Regions from separate parts of the Mus musculus genome. Here regions 1, 2 and 3 are each linked to region 4. Evidence: chromatin contacts called from public HiChIP or PLAC-seq and promoter capture Hi-C data. All regions are on one chromosome and are shown on one strand. Each heading gives the region's core, a stretch centred on a gene start, on an enhancer-like site or on the middle of the called end of the contact. The rest is flanking DNA. Distances are from core to core; before and after follow the strand shown.

The links. Promoter capture Hi-C pulls out the DNA fragments that hold promoters and counts their contacts. HiChIP or PLAC-seq counts read pairs in DNA pulled down with a chosen protein or histone mark.
Region 1: an H3K4me3 HiChIP or PLAC-seq map of bone marrow-derived macrophages shows a contact between it and region 4, with 2.5 times the contacts expected there. The contact joins the enhancer-like site here to the promoter of Hoxb4 in region 4. A contact is called at or near these places in 8 of 115 datasets of contacts at active chromatin or transcription factors (bone marrow-derived macrophages, craniofacial prominence, differentiating embryonic stem cells and 5 more) and 2 of 9 other capture datasets (adipose tissue and liver).
Region 2: an H3K4me3 HiChIP or PLAC-seq map of bone marrow-derived macrophages shows a contact between it and region 4, with 3 times the contacts expected there. The contact joins the promoter of Pnpo here to the promoter of Hoxb4 in region 4. A contact is called at or near these places in 3 of 39 promoter capture datasets (the 3T3-L1 cell line, the C10 cell line and embryonic stem cells) and 2 of 115 datasets of contacts at active chromatin or transcription factors (both in bone marrow-derived macrophages).
Region 3: a promoter capture Hi-C map of embryonic stem cells shows a contact between it and region 4, with 3 times the contacts expected there. The contact joins the promoter of Mrpl10 here to the promoter of Hoxb4 in region 4. A contact is called at or near these places in 5 of 39 promoter capture datasets (HPC-7-derived erythroid cells, the SN4741 cell line, embryonic stem cells and 1 more) and 2 of 115 datasets of contacts at active chromatin or transcription factors (embryonic stem cells and memory CD8 T cells).

What each region holds. Positions count from the first base shown.
Region 1 is chr11:96,895,091-96,898,001 of GRCm38.p6, forward strand. All of the region lies in intron 2 of Gm38961 (a long non-coding RNA gene), which reads right to left. Among named protein-coding and RNA genes, the nearest start is that of Gm38961, 6.0 kb to the right of the region's middle. Within about 2 kb of position 1,316, at least 21 of the 459 cell types and tissues checked have an H3K27ac peak or open chromatin away from gene starts, as enhancers often do. A contact at or near this core is called in adipose tissue and bone marrow-derived macrophages, where this site is marked.
Region 2 is chr11:96,942,723-96,945,422 of GRCm38.p6, forward strand. It overlaps Pnpo (pyridoxine 5'-phosphate oxidase), which reads right to left and starts at 1,297. Exons shown (of 7, transcript NM_134021.2): 1 at 1,009-1,297. The coding sequence starts at 1,146. D030028A08Rik (RIKEN cDNA D030028A08 gene) reads left to right here and starts at 1,424. Exons shown (of 6, transcript NR_003293.3): 1 at 1,424-1,492; 2 at 2,123-2,371.
Region 3 is chr11:97,039,907-97,042,895 of GRCm38.p6, forward strand. It overlaps Mrpl10 (mitochondrial ribosomal protein L10), which reads left to right and starts at 1,676. Exons shown (of 5, transcript NM_026154.3): 1 at 1,676-1,746. The coding sequence starts at 1,695. It overlaps Lrrc46 (leucine rich repeat containing 46), which reads right to left and starts at 1,463. Exons shown (of 8, transcript NM_027026.2): 1 at 1,177-1,463; 2 at 961-1,066. The coding sequence starts at 1,198.
Region 4 is chr11:96,316,837-96,319,536 of GRCm38.p6, forward strand. Hoxb4 (homeobox B4) reads left to right here and starts at 1,431. Exons shown (of 2, transcript NM_010459.7): 1 at 1,431-2,387. The coding sequence starts at 1,934. It overlaps Mir10a (microRNA 10a), which reads left to right and starts at 329; the gene lies at 329-438. It also overlaps a transcript of Hoxb3 not described here.

The DNA of each region.
Region 1 (2,911 bases), core at 66-2,565, 580 kb after region 4:
ATCCAGTGCCCTCTTCTGGGCTCCATGGGCACCCAAACACATGGCATACACACAGACACACAAACAAACAGACACTCAGACACACACACACATCCACACAGACACACAGACACACAGACACACACACACACACACACAGACACACACACCTAGATAAAAAAATAAAAGAAAATAACACATCTTTATTGAAAAATCTTTTTGAAAAATCCATAAAAGTTGGACAGGGTGGTTCATGTACACAATCCAAGCGTTTTGAAGCATGAGGAGCTCTAGTTCTGTGCTGTTTATAGAGACTTTGTAGAGAAATCAAACAGAGGCTATGGGAAAAATTATATATATGAATGATATACACACACACACATATGTGTGTGTGTATGTGTGTGTATGTGTATGTGTGTGTATGTGTGTGCATGTGTATGTGTTTATGTGTATGTGTGTGTGAATATGTGTGTGTGTATGTGTGTGTGTGTATGTATGGTGTAGCATGTGTGTGTGTGTGTGTGGTATGTGTATGTATGTGGTGTTTGTGTGTGGTATGTACATATGTATGTGGTGTATATGTGTGTGTCTGGTACTTTATATAATATAAAGTATCCAGCATGGAGTCTAGTACATTATAAGAGATTAAAAATGATCAAGGGGGCCAGGCGGTGGTGGTGGCGCATGCCTTTAATCCCAGCACTTGGGAGGCAGAGGCAGGCAGATTTCTGAGTTCGAGACCTGCCTGGTCTACAGAGTGAGTTCTAGGACAGCCAGGGCTACACAGAGAAACCCTGTCTCGAAAAAAACCAAAAACCAAAAATAAACAAAAAGAATTTTTTTAAAAAAAAGGGTTGGGGGTTTAGCTCTGTGGTAGAGCACTTGCCTAGGAAGCACAAAGCCCTGGGTTCGGTCCTCAGCTCTGAAAATAAATAAATAAATAAAAAATGACCAAGGGAAAGGGAAGTTTTAAAATGTTCTATTTTGAGCGCTGGAAAGATGACTCAGTGGTTAAGATCATTTCCTGTTCTTCCAGGGAACAGAGATTTTGTTCCCAGTACCTTTCTGAGTGGCTTTACAACTACCTAGGTAACTCAAGCTCCAGGGGGGATCTGACACTGTGTTCTGGTCCTCAAGGGTACCCACATACATATGGTATGGCACGCGCACACACACACAAACACACATACATGCACACATGCAATTAAAAGGAGAAACACAAAGGCTTGATTCTTGTAAAAAAATTCTATTTTGGGCCAGCCTGGTAAGACAGACTAGCATAGGAGGTCATCTGCCATTCTAAGCCTGCTATCCTGGGTTCAGCCCTAGGAACCCATATGGTGGAAGGAAAGAACCAACTCTCACCAGTTGCCCTCTGACCCTCTCATGCTCTTCGTCTCACACACACACACACACACACACACACACACACACACACACACATGGAATGCTCAAAGAAGATCTTTAGCATTTTTCTGTTTCACAGACGAAAGTGAAGTTTAGGAAAACAAGACCAGCTAGATCCTAGAGCTTAAGATGTGGAAGAGGAGTCTTCCAGGAGCTCCATCCCTGAGCTCCATTCAGGCTGCTTCTCACCACCAGACCGCATAGGAGAGGCCCTTTCTCTCTTGCTCCTTGACTCAGCCCTGCCTCCCATATTCTTTGTGCTCCCAGCTGGGGACATGGGTACCCGTCCTGGGCTCTGGGTCCTGTCTGCAGAGGAGAGCCCGGTTCTTTTCTTCTTCAGGGCATCACAGAAGGCAGTAAAGGGAGCAGGGACTAAGATTCAGGGCCCATAATTCAGTGGTGATCAGCTTTGGAGGAGGCACTGGGACAAGGATATTAATAACTGTGCACTGGGAACAAACACGTGGTGCTCACATAAAACATGGGCTGGTTGTGTTGTTGGTTATTGTCGTCTTCTTTCTTCGGGAGCGAACAGGGCCACAGGGCATTAAATTATCTCTTGAGATGATGCCAGTAGTAAGTCGGGCAGATTAGAAGCACCGTTTGGCACTGCCCACCAGCTCACCTCTGACCTTTCCAACCCATCTTTGGCCTGGTCCTGTTTTGTATTGCGCCAGTTCCTCCCTTCTGGGCTAGCTGTGTTCATCATTAAGAGCCTCCGTCTACATGGACAAAATGGGCGATTTCCCATCACCCAAACAAGAGTTACTGTGTGTTATTTCTTACCCCAAATCAGAATACGCGTCCAGCGTGGGAGGGAGAAGGATTCTTAGGGACAAAGGTTTGGAATATTTGGAATGAGCACAGTTCTGGAAATGAGATCCACAGAGATGTGATGAGAAATCAATACAACTACTGACCCTTGTGTGGCAGGGCCAGTGGTCAGGTTCTTTTCTGAGTGTTTTCCCAGGCGGGAGTTGTGGAGCCTCTCACCTTAGGCAGTAGCTACTCTGATTCTTAGTTGCTTCTAACCTGAGGAGAGCCACACTCACAGCCAGAAGTGAAGAGCCCAAGGTGTGGTTCATCCAGGCTGGCCAGCCGTGCTGGTCTATGTTTCCACCCACTGGATGACCTGGAATACGTTTCTCTAGGGAAGGAACCTTATTTGTAATTATCGAGAGTGTCCTGGCTTGATTGACAATATGAAGCATCAGAGCTCCTTCCTGCGCTCAGAGGAAATGGCTCTGGAGGTAACAGTATAGCTCTGCCCCACGCACCCGGGCATGCACATCCACACTCGGGAACACAAGATAAATAGAATTATCACTGAAAATGCTTTTTAAAAAAAAAACTATGCTTACATATATGTCTGTCTAAAAGACATAGAGGCCAGAGGTGTGCATTCTTCCTGGACAAAAAGTTACAGGCAGTTACAGGGAGCTGTCTGGTGTAGGTAATAGGGATTGAACTCAGGCCTCTGGGAGAGCACGCAGTACTCTTAACTACAGAGCCATCTTTTCAGCCC
Region 2 (2,700 bases), core at 47-2,546, 630 kb after region 4:
AGGCATAAAACGGCCCAGTAAGTCCCTGAGTCTCCTAAGGAGGAAGGGATGAACCAGGGCTGGAGTGTGCTGAAGTTCCTGTGGGTCACCTCATTCTTTTTCATGAAGTAGTTCTAAGGTTTCACAAGAGCCTACATCTCAGTCAAGCACTCCTGCAGATGTTCACGGATAAGCACACTTGGCCACTGTAGCTCTGGATCCCAATCCCAGAACTGATCTCTTGGTCCCTGACCTGAGTGGGGAGAAGATCATGATGAGGGAGGTTAAAACGAAGAGCTTCCAGGTTAGCCTTGAACTCACTGTGTAGCCGGACCCTGAACTCTGGATCCACTGTGCCTAGTTCATTTGGTGCCAAAGGTGGAACCCAGAACCCTCATACACACCAGGCAAGACTCCACAACACTCAGCTACAAGCCCAGCTTCCGCTCCTTTATAAATTTATATCACGTTTATGACTGTTTTAAGCATTTTACAAATGCCTAAATATAGACTGGTAAAGACATCTACCACGAAACCTGACAACCTGAGTTCATTCCTGGTGACCTACGACATGGTGGGAAAAAAAAAAAAACAAAAACAAAAACCAAAAAACTCCTGAAAGTTGTCGCCTGTCATACATGTATAAACACATGTACACTCTAAATGTATAAAAATGTAAAAAATGAGAAAACCCCCAAACCCACAGCATCCTTGTGAAGTAGGTATCACCACTTTACAGGTGGATAAACTGAGGCCCAAAGAGCATAAATTGTCCACAGCGAGACAGTCAGAAAAGGGCTGGGTTCCAACACAGGTGGGTTCTGATGTCAAGGGGTCTATGAGTACACGTTAATCCACGGTTCCCCTGAGGCCCTCCCCAGTAGCTGTCTCTGAAACCCTCTTCTCCCATCAGGGTGACCCCTAAATCCCGTTGCCTTGTAAGTGGCCCCTGAAAGCACAAGGCGCTCCTCCAACCCTTTGCTAATTTAGGGACACCCCCTTTCCGTGTCCCGGCGGCAGCGGCAGCACCTCTCGATCCCCGCGGTAACTCTTGCGCATTGGTCCCAGGTCCATGACTGCACCCCGACAGCACAGGTGACGGAGGTAGCCCGTCCACTTCGCAGGTCTCCTGAACGTCACAGTGACGCTCAGCAGCCCGCACGTCATGTAAGCAGTCGGCCACGTGACCCAGCGTCGCCTGGCCCTGGGTTCGGAACCAATTGCTCAGCCTGTGTGTCTAGCCTGGGAAGGAAGAATTTACTAGAGCCCCAGACAAGCTAGTAAGTCCTAAGTTCTCGGAACCAAGGTGCCTAGGATCAACCAATAGCTGTCCAGGACCAGAGCAGGGATCCATACCTGGAGAGCTTATTGGTTTGAGTTACCTGGAGCGAGACCAATTAGAGCGGGAATGAAGGAACCCAGCAGCCAATGGGCAGCGCCTCCAGGGGCGGGAGCAGAGAGACAAGGAAATGCTGTCACCGCCGTTTAAGAAGCACGTGGAGGTTTGTTAAAGGTATAGGGACAGCAGCCAAGGCGAGGGCGGGGCGAAGTCTCGGGGCTGGAGAGGAGAGGTCCGCAGTAAGTGGCCGGCCAGTGGCGGGCTACTGAAGAAGAACGTAGGGCAGGGATCCCCTCCTGGCGCAGCGGAGGTTGGAAGACTGGGCAAGAAAACATGGTTTGGGGGCCGGACTCGGAAGCAAAGGTGTTAGGGACACAGGGAGAGACTGAGGGAGAAGATTGTGGCTTGAGAGTAAGGAGAGACTGAAACTGCCTTGTAAACCGCAGGGCAGGTGCTGAGGGTCGTGGTGGTGGGCTGATACTCTGGGGACTGGGGAAGCACTCTGGGGTCAGGAAGGAGACTCTGAGGCGAGAAGGGAGTCAGCTGAATAGAAAGAAGACAGAAATTGGAATCAGGCTACCCCAGAGCAGAATGGTCTTCCCTTCTAACTTGTAACCCTTTCCTAAGGGTTGGGCTGGGCTCAGGGCATCCTATACCCAATGCAGTGGAGTTACTACTAGCCACTGCTCTAACAGATGGAAGGGCTGTCCCTTTCCTAAACCTCTTTCAACTTGGTTATTTCCTCCTTTTCATATTTCTTCTTGTTGTTGTTGCTGTTTTTATTTCTTTGTTGTTCCTTTCTAGGTAGTGGGAGGCATAGTTTTTGGCAATAGCCAGCCAAGGATACAGGGAACAGGTGCGGCGCCTGCACGCTGACTTCACGTGGTGGATGTCTGGCTGAGAGAGAAGTAGGAAATCCTCACAACGCTTCTTCCAGCTTTGATCTGCCTGGGGCAGCCCGTGGTGGAAGATGACTCTGTAGCCCTGGTGTCTACCAGTATCCGGAGTGGGAGCCCCAAGAGCCATGTAGACAGGCACCCAGCACTGTGCCAGGTAAGAGACCTTCTTGGCCTGCCTTGGTGTCTGCAGTGGGAACTCATTATCCTCTGTCTACAGCTTGAGCCAGCGCAATCTGCTGCACAGAAGCAAGAGGAAGGAAGCTTGCTGAGAAAAGTGGTGCATGCCTGCCGGTTGTCTCAGCACTTAGACTAAGGCCAGCCTTGGCTACATAGTAAACGTGAGGCTAGCCTAGAATTTTTGGTGCATTGTCGTTTTCTCCCATGAGCAGGATGGGGAGAGTCGTCTGGCTCTTGCAGTGGACTGTAGTAGTTAGTCATCAGCATCCCTTATAAGGTCCACTCTCTTTTTCTATTCCCGGGGCT
Region 3 (2,989 bases), core at 426-2,925, 720 kb after region 4:
AGAGGCTGAGAGCATCACTGGCTGCTCTTCCAGAGGTCCTGAGTTCAATTCTCAGCAACCACATGGTGGCTCATAACTATCTTTGATGGGATCTAGTGCCCTCTTCTGACATGGAGGCTGGAATGAATTGTACACATAATAAAAAAAAAGAATGTTAAAAAAAAAAAAAGAAGCCGGGCATGGTGGTGCATGCCTTTAATCCCAGCACTCGGGAGGCAGAGGCAGGCGGATTTCTGAGTTCGAGGCCAGCCTGGTCTACAAAGTGAGTTCCAGGACAGCCAGGGATACACAGAGAAACCCTGTCTCGGAAAAAAAACAAAAACAAAAAACAACCAAAGAAAAAAAAAAGAAAGAAAAGAAAGAAAAGAAAAAAAGAACATGGTATGAGGAATTGCACACTTGCAGAATGTAGCTGTAAATAAGGTTGGTTAATGCTATTTGGATTTTACTCTGGCTGTAGTAGGTTGTTGAGGAAGTTTCTACCAGGGAGTAATTAGATTTATCATTTATAACAATCAATGGTGTAACAGCAGTATGGGAAGGCCAGACTGGGAACTGGGCGGAGAATTTTGAAGTTTGCTAAGAGGTGAGGTAGTGACCTCCAAGGCAGCTGAGGATGTATGAAAAAAATCGTCTTCAAGAAGTAAAAACCGCTGGGTGGTGGTGGCGCACGCCTTTAATCCCAGCACTTGTGAGGCATTGGCAGGTGGATTACTGATTTCCAGGACAGCCTGGTCTACAGAGTGAGTTCCAGGACAGCCAGGGCTACACAGAGAAACCCTGTCCCGAAAAAAACAAAACAAAACAAAACAAAAAAAAAAGTAAAAAAACCAACCGGAAAGTAATACTGATTAGTAAGTGGAGTAAGTAAGGAGAGAAAGTTTCAAAGTCAGTACAGCTCAGCAACCTGGACGTCACTGTTCCCGCCTTCTATCACCCCTTTCTCTCCTGTCCACTCACATCTTTTCTGACAGGTCTTCATCTCCAGGGAAGGTCAGGTTCCGCTTGGTGATAAGGGCTTCAGTAATGTGGACACCTTCCTCGGTTCTCTGGGCAGCTTTCTTAGCTGGGGAAAGATGAGCCTTTTGTCGCCTTGGGTTCATTTTTTTTTTTTTTTTTTTTTTTTTTTGGAAACCCGACCGACCTCACTGTTGCCCAACTGTTCTGTCAACTCACCTTCCTGCTCGTCTCCTGGCATGATCTAAAATAAACAGCGGCTGCTTGAGGCAGGTAGATGGACGAAGGCGAGCAGAGAAGCTTAGACGGTTGGGCTGGTTGAACCCAGGTTGGAGGGAAGACTGAGGAGACAAGGGCAGGGGGTTCTGAGAATTATTGGGGGTGCGGTGGAAAATAGGAGTAAATGGGAACGAAGGATCTGGAGTTAGAGGTGTGTAGCGTGGCTTTACTGGCCTTAAACTGAAAGGACCAGAAGGAATAGAAAGAACCGTTCCTTGAGGTCTCGCGTCGTTGCTAGGAGACTGGACGCCAGGTCTGACGGAACGGGGGGAGGGGGGGAAGAGGAGAAAGAGGCCCAGCTCCACGCATGCGCATAGCGGCCCTATCAGGCGCCACGCCCACTATTTCCGGGCCCGGGTTTTTGTTTTTTTTTTTTTTTTTTTTTTTTTTTTACTGCTGCCCCACAATCCTTAGCTACTTCCGTCTCCGCGCAGCGCGCATGGGAACTTCCTGTAGCGATGGCTGCGGCGGTGGCCGGGATCCTCCGTGGAGGTCTCCCGCCCCGGGCGGGTAAGGAGTGGCCCAGGGCCTCCCTGCACGCAGGATGGCGCTCTCTAGCCCTCGCCACCCTCCTTTCCTTCTGACCTTTCCCGTAATCTCTGACCGTCGACAGCTCTAGGAGACCCTGCCACTAGCCGGATCTCTGATTTGACTGGGTCATTACCTGCCGGTGACATCCCTTCCACAGCCCCTCCCCCCAAGCCGGGAATCACAGGACCTCGCTTTGGATTTTTCTAACCCTTCGCTCAGTTCTTACTCCTGGTCCCGGAGAGTCCTTTCCAGAAAATTTATGTATTCCTTCTTAAGGTCTTAGCCCAAACACAGATTCAAGTCTTCTCTCAACTACCCTCTCTCCATAAAGAGCAGGTTCTTTGGTGAAATTTACTTTTATCAATTCAGTCTAGTTTTGTTTATGCACGTGTCTCGTCTGATCTGTTAAACTTCACTGTGTCCATCTCAGCTGTGGTGTCTGCTGTTAATAGGCATCAGGCATTTAATGGGTAAATTTGACACCATACTGTAGGATTGTACTCATTGCTTCAAAGCAAAGGCACCTTGGGAGGAAGGCATTATTTTTATTTTTTAAAGAAGTATTTACTTTCTGTAAGTGAGTACACTGTTGCTGTCTTCAGACACATCAGAAGAGGGCATCAAATCTCATTACAGATGGTTGTGAGCCACCATGCGGTTGCTGGGAATTGAACTCGGGACCTCTGGAAGAGCAGTCAGTGCTCTTAACCGCTGAGCCATCTCTCCAGCCCCATCTCATCCCAAAGGCACTCGTAACAGCTCTTGTGGCCCTTAACCATAAAACCTCTCACCCTGGCAATCCTCTATATTACCTGGAGTCTTCTAGCTGATCTTTTCCCTACAAAACGACGCTATTGGTCTTTATGTTAGGGTTGAAAGAGTCACGTTGGCTCAGAGCTTTGAAGAATGTCCTTGGGTGCAGAGGGGACCTTCCAAGCTTTTCCTATTATCATCATTTTGTGCTATTGGGCACAAAAAGGTCAGAAGGCAGCTTGCGTGCCTCTTTTTCTTTTCTCCATCATAGGGGGATTCCAAGGGTTGTGTTTAGGTTGTCAGAGTTGGTGGGAAGTGCATTTATTGCACTGGATTAGTCGTCTCGCAGGCCTTAGTTTTGCAGTTTGAGTCAGGGTCTCATTAGTGAGGCTGATCTTGAACTCGGATTTCAGGTATTCACCATCTGACCTGAAGAAAGACTCCTTTGGGCGAATTGTGAGGTTGTTGT
Region 4 (2,700 bases), core at 181-2,680:
CTGACTTCGAGGCAGCCTCGGGATGACCCTTCCTTCTTTTGTGCTTAGCTAATGTTTACATCTAATAATTCATGCGCCACCGAAAGTCGCGCGGCAGCCACGAGGTTCGAGTCCCTTTGCACAACAGCTGCCTTTTTAAAAAATCTTATTTTATTTTTTGAATAGAAAGTTGAAACCCCTTGTAATCCCAAGAACGGACCCACAGTGACTTTTCTGCTCCCAGATCTCAAAATTAAAACAAAACGAAATAAAAATGAAAACATTCAGATCACACCCAAAAGAAGAACGCACGGAAAGTAAGAGAACTGGAAATTTCCTGGGCCAAGAAGACCTGTCTGTCTTCTGTATATACCCTGTAGATCCGAATTTGTGTAAGGAATTTTGTGGTCACAAATTCGTATCTAGGGGAATATGTAGTTGACATAAACACTCCGCTCATATTCTTTCCCAGAAGAAAAATAGATTATTTTCTAAATGAGGACAATCCAGTGACTGCCTTCAAGAAGACTCCTTTTCTTTTCCTCCCTCAACCAATGAGGGAGAAATCTCATCTACCTGAGGTGTCCCCATGCACACCCCTGGAAGCTTGGGTCCTTGTTCACTCAAGAGATTAATGTTACTGGTGTTTTAAAATTTATCTTTAAGCCCCAACCTACCTATTCTTATTCTGGGTCCAGGGGGCTTTATTGGAAATCATGAGGAGGAAAAAAAGATTGCTGAAGGCTGCAGTGTGCAAAGGCAAAGGAAATTTGCTTTTTAAAAGGATGCGAAGATTGCTGTTTCGTTGAATTCAAGACAAGATGCCCTGAAAACATAAGGTTGCCATGGGTGTTCTTGTGCGTGTGATGTTGGTGGGGGCGTCACAGCTAGGGCTCCTTTACTTAGTATTCAAGGTTGTGAAATTTCTTTCTGCCACACTGACAGAGGCGGCGGCTTTAGCGGCAATTAGAACTCTTGGTTAGCATTGCTTCGACGAATCTGGAATTAGCAAATTACTATTCAATTGGTTTTAGGAACTTGCGGGTTTGGTTTGGTTTCATTGTATCTTCTGTCTTTAGTGGAGGGAGTCCAGCCGTTCCTCTGACCTTGGGCCTTGTGGGTTAAAGGGAGGGAGTGTTGAGGAGGACAGACTGACGGACACAGCCGATGCTCATAGTGCAGCTAAATGCGATTTGGAAGGCGAAGTCTCCCCGAATTAGTGCGTGAATTTCCTATCGATCTGCTCGCGGTTCCATTCATCTCTGACAAGTCCCTCTGCGCACCCGCCTTCTAGCTCCCGACGCCTCCTCACTCACCTCCTACCCCTCCCCATCTGGCTGCACTGAGAAGCCCCAAGCTCAGCGCCCCTATGACCTAGTGGGTACCCATTTCAAGAAGGCGCTCCCTGGTCGGCCAACCACTTAAAACCCCACACAGACACCTAGTGCGTGAGCTCCCTCTTATCCTGGGGAGGAGATGGGGCCCTATGGGAGTCAGAGAAAGGTTGGTGGAGATTAGGTAGGGCAGGGGTGGGGGCTACACCCGCAGCCCCAACTTCTGAGGGATGCAGGGTTTGTGCTCTGCCCAGCCCCCTCACCCCCAAACAGGCCCTCCAATTAACCTGCTCACTCTTTCTTAGTTCATCACCCCTCTCTGTTGTGGAGAAAGCCAGGCGAGGAGGGGGTCTCCCCGCGGGAGCCCTATGTAAATCCTGGTGTTGGGTGGGTGGGGAGGGGTAGAGAAGGGGAAATAAACCTCTTTGGCTGGAGTAGGGTCCGGGTGAGCAGATTTCCTTATCCGGGAATCGCAGGCCGGGTGGCCATTGGCTCGGAGGATCACGTGGGCCTCTAACTTTGTTCACTTGACAGTAAGTAGGAGGGCTTTCGGAAACAGGAAAACGAGTCAGGGGTCGGAATAAATTTTAGTATATTTTGTGGGCAATTCCCAGAAATTAATGGCTATGAGTTCCTTTTTGATCAACTCAAACTATGTCGACCCCAAGTTCCCTCCGTGCGAGGAGTATTCACAGAGCGATTACCTACCCAGCGACCACTCGCCCGGGTACTACGCCGGCGGCCAGAGGCGAGAGAGCGGCTTCCAGCCGGAGGCGGCCTTTGGGCGCCGGGCGCCGTGCACTGTGCAGCGCTACGCGGCCTGCCGAGACCCCGGGCCCCCGCCACCTCCGCCGCCCCCGCCGCCCCCGCCACCGCCCGGGCTGTCCCCTCGGGCTCCAGTGCAGCCAACAGCCGGGGCCCTCCTCCCGGAGCCCGGGCAGCGCAGCGAGGCGGTCAGCAGCAGCCCCCCGCCGCCTCCCTGCGCCCAGAACCCCCTGCATCCCAGCCCGTCCCACTCCGCGTGCAAAGAGCCCGTCGTCTACCCCTGGATGCGCAAAGTTCACGTGAGCACGGGTGAGTGCGTGGGCACCCCTTCCCCTCCCACCCCCGGCGCTTTACAGTGAAGGGACCTCCGAGGCATGTGGGGGAGGGAGCGAGGGGAAGCCAATTGTCCCCGCTATAAACTCGCCATTGCCAGAGATTTACGGTCTCCTGTTTTCAGAGCCACATAATTACATCGCCCATAAATTTTTATGGCCTAGTGGGCCCTGCGCCTTTGAAGTCATCCTCTTCTTCATTCTCCCAGCGACTTTTTCGCCAGGGATTCGCAGTCCCAGTAAAGTTGGAAGTTGGGGAGGGGTGTGGGAGGAGGGGAGGAGAAGGAAGA